Regions from separate parts of the Mus musculus genome. Here region 2 is linked to region 1. A link is a contact called in public ChIA-PET data. All regions are on one chromosome and are shown on one strand. The core of a region is the stretch at or near the end of the contact, and the rest is flanking DNA. Distances in the headings are between cores, read along the strand shown. Region 1 holds the start of H2-T22 (histocompatibility 2, T region locus 22). Region 2 holds the start of Trim39 (tripartite motif-containing 39).

Region 1 (3,059 bases), core at 195-2,694:
CTAAGGATCTAAACCAGAAGTTGTGCTTGCTGGGGAGTGCTCAACTGTGAGCTGTACTCCAAGTCCTCTCTTCCCACCCAGCACCTCCAGCTCTCCAAACTCCCAGCAAGTAGCCTAAAGGAAACAGACATGGTTTGGCTCCCCTGGGCACCTGAACGCAGCAGCCTCTCCTTCCCTTTTTCCAGGTATTTCTGCAGCAGATCTGAGCAGTGGCTCTTCAGGTCCTGAGAGATGTGAGGTACAGTGCTGTTTCCCACTGTACAGGAACTTGGGTTTTCGTTCAGGGTGGGGAGATCCTCGCTATCATAGGCGAGCTGGTTGTACCAGAGACACAGGTGCCGATCTGGCTCCACATCGCAGCCTTGCAGCCACTGTAGTGTGTGAGAGTCTAGGAAGGACATAGTTGGTGGTCAGTCCTGTCGCAGCAACACGAGTAGAACACAGACCAACTCCAAGTAAATCCCTGCAGACTCTTGGTTTTTGAGGAACTGGGCATGTGTTGGGTGAAACTCTGGTCTAGTGAATATGGACAACCCTGGTACATCCTTGGGATGGGTTCGGATCACTCACCGTCCATGCTCTTGTTGTAAAAATGAACCAGGGTCATCAGATTCCTTTCAGACAGCTGTCCTTGAATTGTGACTATACGAGTCTGCTGCTCCCAGTTATCTGCTTCCTCCTGCTCCAGCCAGGGTGCCATCCTCGGAGTCTCCTCCTTGCTGCTGAAGCGCAGGACCTGCATGTCGTCCACATAGCCGACGATTATGAACCAGGGCTCCCCAAGGCCAGGCCGGGACACAGCGGTGTAGAAATACCTAAGCGAGTGTGAACCTGGGAGGAGGAGCGCGATGAGACCCCGACCTCCTCCTCCTCGATCCCCATCTCGATCTCGAGCGGGAGTGCGGGCCGGGAAGGGAGCAGGGCGCCAAGCTCGGGACAGCTGAAAAAGGGGGGCTGGAGGATCTTGCTGGGTGGTGCAGAGACTGGGTGGTGCTATCCCTAGCCTTCCCAGTAGAGACAGTTTCCCTCCCCGGTCTCACTCACCCAAAGGGATCCGAGTCCAGGATGGTCTGGCATCCAGCTGCAGGAGAAGGGCGCAGACCACAGCGGCCCTGAGGACCCAGGACATCTGGGACTGGGCAGATCTTGGACAGCTTTATAAACTAGAGCGACAGCGATTGTATTATCTCAGAACCCAACTTCAAATTACAGTCGCGAGTGATTGGAAAACACCAGAAAATCTGAATTTTAAAAGTAACCAAATGACACTACCTCTGGTCGCAGAATCGATTGTCCCAAACTGATCCTCTGTTTTATGTTGGAAATTCTTCCAGTGGCAAAAGCCGCCACTGGGTCTGACAATTCTGCAGGCCTACATCCTGCACCTTCTTGCTCTCAACCCTGCCTGGGGAGAGGAGGGTCGCAGAGAGAGCAGGGCGGTAAAAGGCGTTCCTTTCTCCCACGTCATGACTTCCTTTCTTGCCTTTTCATCTTAGCCCAGCGATTGGCTTCTTGTCGTCGTTATTAGCCAATCAAATAATTAGGAGAAATTGCCCTACAGAAAGTGAGAACTAGTGCCAAGTCATCAATATCTAGGCAGAAAAACTCAAGAGAAGTTGGGGATTCGAAAGTGAAACTAAGCCAATTAGGGACTCTCCCAGCTACTTTCCTCTTGAGGTCCTGAGAGTCCTTGCCTGCCAGGGATTTGCACAGACTCCCAAAGTGCCCAGAAAGCGCTGAAAGAGCTGTTCCTTCACTCCGTCTTCCCGAGACCTGTTCAGAGGCTGTCTGTGGAATCCAGGGGAGACTGCACACTGATCTCAGGCCCTCTCATGGGACACAGGACTCCTCCAGAAGGAAACATCCCAGGGCCCATGTTGGCAATAGCCAGCTTTTTGGTAGAATTCACTGGAGACCTAGGTGAGATCCCTTCTCCTGTCTGTCTGTCTGTCTGTCTGTCTGTCTGTCTGTCTGTCTCCCTTCAGGACTTTCCTTTTTAGGCCAGGCTTGCCTCAAACTCAGGAGATCCACCTGTTTCTCACCCCCGAGTGCTGGCATTAAAGACATGCACTGCCAAGGACCAGTGAGTTATATTTTCTCAATGAACCTGCCAAGTTGACTAGCTCGCATTATGGAGTTTTGCACAAGGTTGGGACTCATCTCTGAAGCAGAGTTCTCAAAGCTCACAGGGAACATGTGGCAGGATTCCATTTCTCAGTTTCTGGGCAAGGTCCCCTGTCCTTGCTGGATGGAGCAGAGCAGGAATGTTGGTTACTCTCCATGGACTTTGGGTTCTTTGGGTGGCTTTATGAAGGCCATTGGAGGAAATCTCCTGTGTAGAGTCATCACACTGTGGGTCTGGGCACAGAACGCAGTCCTTTTAATATTTGCCCTGATCAGGACAGTCCCTCAGAGTAAAGTCAGCTGGTTCGGAGCCCTAATGACTTTTGCAGAGTCCCTTCACTGAACTAGCATTTGATGGACTGACCTTGTGAAGGTTAATAGTCAGGGTGGTTATTGGGGGAGGGCTGGGGAGAAGGAGCCCAGCACTGCCTCATTCTTCTTTGTGTGGGAAATGGTTGTCAGGGGTCATGAAAATCTAATTGAGCTAGAGTGAGGGTGGTAGTGAATGAAAATGGTACAGCCATTTCACAGTTCTAGTCGTGGTGAAGGAAAAGGAAGAGCTCAGACTGAACACAGCCAGCAGAATAGACCTGGCCATGAGAGGGAGATGGGGGAAGGCAGTCGGAGGAGAGAGAGAGAGAGAGAGAGAGAGAGGGAGAGAGAGAGAGAGAGAGAGAGAGAGAGAGAGAGAGAGAGAGAGAGAGAGAGAGAGAGAGAGAGAGAGAGAACCAGGACAGGGAGAAGAAACAAAGTGGCCAAGAGCATCTAGCCAAGGGAGCTGTTGGCTGGCAGCTGGGCTGAAAGTTGAGAAGATGAGGGATGGAAAGGGGTGAAGCTTAGGGTCTGGAGAGGTTCAAAGGGTAGGGGGTGGGGGTTAGAGATACTGAGAAGAGCCAGGACTCTGGCAGAGGTTCTCAACCTTCCTGAAGCTGAGA
Region 2 (2,952 bases), core at 131-2,630, 230 kb after region 1:
TCAACGTCACTACTGATAACTAACTCCTTAGATAGTCAGTGATTAGGAAGGAAATTAGCCAGGTATGGTTAATACTAGGTAGGTAGCGCATGTACCGAGGAGGCAAAGGCAGGAGCCTCAGGAACTCGAGGCCAGCCTAAATTAAATATAACCAATAAATAGTTATTGGTCTCAATAAATGAATAAGTGTATGGAAAGAGACAACCAAAGCTCTCCATTCTTAAGATGTCAATACATAAGTAAGCTAATTTATCTGGTCCCATAACCCCCTACTTTCCTTCTGTCCCAAAAGGGGCCCCCCAAAAAGGAAGGAAATTTGATAGGTCTACCCATCGACAGAAAAGTGCCCATGTAATGAATTGGGGCAACAATGATTATTTCTGTATACTGGTGGTACAAATGGAAGGATTTTAAGTAGGAGTTGGTAACTTATCCTCTTTTAATGGAGAAAAGAATTGATCCAGATAAGTACAGTTGGATGATTTCTTTCTTCTCTGCCCATTAGAATCCAGTTTTGACTAGTGACTTAGCCTCCTCCTCCTCAATCCTACAGATAAGTGGCATCCTCACCTAAAACTGAACCATATTCACACTTGAGAGACCTGCATGTATCTAATTAGCAAATAGATGGTATGAGAGAGAAACGGGCTCAAGGATAGTGAAGAACGGAGAGGATTTGGAGCTGGGGGTGGTGTGGTGGTGGTGTAGAGGGCAGCCATAATATGGCCTTGTGCTCCTCTGGCTTGATCCTTCCTCCCACTCTCCATTACTCGATCTCAGTGTAAGTAATCGCGTCAGAGACGTCCACGTTTTGCCTTTAATCACTATTGGGTACCACCTCAGGAGCCTCTTTCAAGCACTGGCCACAACTCTGTCCCACCCGTTCTCCATCTTCTCCAGCCATATCGGGAGCATGAGGACCAGAGTGAGGGAGCATACGTCGTGCTTGGCAGGGAGGAACGGATGCGTGTCTAAGTGAGGGAGAGGTGTGACGTGAAGGTGGGATGCCCGCTGCCATGTCGCAGCCCAGACCCGCGATGACTGCGTCAGTTTCACCCGGGGAGACCAAAGGCAGCGGGACAGGGGAACGGCGGGGTAGCCAAGCAACGCCGGACGCGCTGACGTCGCCGGGGCGGCAAACGTCCTCCGGGCCCGAGGCGGGCGGAGGCAGCTGTGGTTGCGCGCCGGCCGGCTGACGTACTCGCCGGGCGTAGGGCCGCGGCGAGAGGAGCCCGCTCGCTGGAGCCGGCTGCGGGACCCTTGTGGCGGCGGCGCAGCACCTACCTTCCCGGCTCCGGGTCCCGGAGTGCCGGGCGCGGAGCCGCCGGAGCACTGCCTCCCTCCTTCCTCCTCCCCTCACCCCCGCCCCGCGGCGCGACACACAATACTCGCCGGAAGCGGAAGCCGCGCTGCGGCGATGGAAGACAGCTGCGCGGCGCCGAGCCGCCGTGCCAGGGCCTAGTCGGGCCCGCGGCGGGTGGCGGGCGGAGAGCCGGAGGCGAGGGCCTGCGCGGCTAGTTTACCGGGCGAGAGGGAACCCGCCGCTTCCCGTGGCTGAGGTGCTGGCGCCCAGGTGACCAGAGCGGTCCCCCGGAGACTGAGGGCCGCGCATGCGCGTGGCGAGACGCCGAACCCCATGGCGGGCAGCGCGCCGTGGCTGGGCTGGCAGAGCTGCGCGGTCAGCGAGCCCGCAGAGGCTCAAGCTGGTCCTCGGTGGGGCTGGGAACCGCAGAGGCCTGGGCGGCTACGGGTTGTGGGCGTTGGGCCACACTTTCCCGGTCTCCGGGTCAATTCTGGGGGAGGGTTGCTGTTTAAGGCGGCGGTGTATTACGTGGCCGACCTGAGAGTCTATGCTGGCACGTCACTTCCGACTGGCTGAGGTTTGGCAATTTAACCGGCAAGCTGTAGTAGGTGAGTTATCTTGGCTGCAGACCGAGGTGCGTCTTTTCCCCTCCTCCGGTTGGGTGATGTATTAGCCAGGGGTTCTCTAGAGCTACAGAACCTAGTGAATGTTTCTCTCTCTATAATTAATCGTGATGACTTACAGGCTAACCCAACAATGGGCAGCTGTGGATGGGAAGTCCAAGAATCTAGTAGTTGCGCAGTCCCACGTGGCTAGTTCTTTCAGCTGGTCTTCTGTAGAAGTAGGTTCCGACAGATGTGCTGGCAAGTAAGTGCAAGCCCGTGAAGAAGAGAATCTTCCTTCTTCCTATGTCCTTATGTAGACTTCCAGCAGAAGGCGTGGCCCAGATTAAGGTGTGCACCACCTTGTTTGGATTTGGGACTTGCTTTCTCCCGGGCTGACTTTGAACTCAGAGAACTCCTTGCCCCAGTCTGGGATTGAAGTCGTGTACTGCCTTGCCTGGTCCTAAACTTAATGGCCACTGTACCTCAAGATCTCCATGTCAAGATCCAGGTCAGAAACTTGTGTCTTCCAGCCTCAAGATCTGGATCACAGGTGAGCCCTCCAATTCTGGGTTGTAATTCCTTCCAGATAGTCAAGTTGACCACCAGGAGTAGCCACCACAGCTGACATTAGCGAAACGCTTTCCCTGGCTGGAGCTGGAGTGTAGAAAACCGGTCTAGTTCGGTGCTTTGCTGCCCCTGCATCTAGGATGCCAGGAGGACCAAATCCTGTGCTCAGGAAACACTGGGTGGGAACCAAAGCCTGCTTCTTTCTCTTTGAAGACCTTGCTTAAGTTTCTCTGGGAGAGCAGATGGAGCTTATGGATAGACTCCAGACTTGCACATTGGCCTCCTTGTTGTGTTTTATAAAAAGATAAGGAGAGAAGGAGTGTGTTTGGTGGAGGTGTAGTCAGGTGTGGGAGGAGGGGTGCCTCTGCAGGCCCATGCTGCCGCATCCCTCCCCCCTGAGGGACCAGCCACACGATGACGATGGCATAGTATAGAATAGAGTTTATTCAGGGAATGGGGAGGGGATTTGAGAGGGTA

Evidence for each region. ChIA-PET counts read pairs in DNA pulled down with a chosen protein or histone mark.
Region 2: a contact with region 1 is called in an RNA polymerase II ChIA-PET map of memory CD8 T cells, with 48 read pairs. The contact joins the promoter of Trim39 here to the promoter of H2-T22 in region 1. A contact is called at or near these places in 4 of 115 datasets of contacts at active chromatin or transcription factors (the SCID.adh cell line, bone marrow-derived macrophages, effector CD8 T cells and 1 more).

The regions. Positions count from the first base shown.
Region 1 is chr17:36,041,298-36,044,356 of GRCm38.p6, forward strand. It overlaps H2-T22 (histocompatibility 2, T region locus 22), which reads right to left and starts at 1,445. Exons shown (of 9, transcript NM_010397.5): 1 at 1,045-1,445; 2 at 571-831; 3 at 152-388. The coding sequence starts at 1,129. Gm6034 (predicted gene 6034) reads left to right here and starts at 1,664. Exons shown (of 3, transcript NM_001034909.3): 1 at 1,664-1,920. The coding sequence starts at 1,833.
Region 2 is chr17:36,270,053-36,273,004 of GRCm38.p6, forward strand. It overlaps Trim39 (tripartite motif-containing 39), which reads right to left and starts at 1,381. Exons shown (of 7, transcript NM_178281.1): 1 at 1,285-1,381.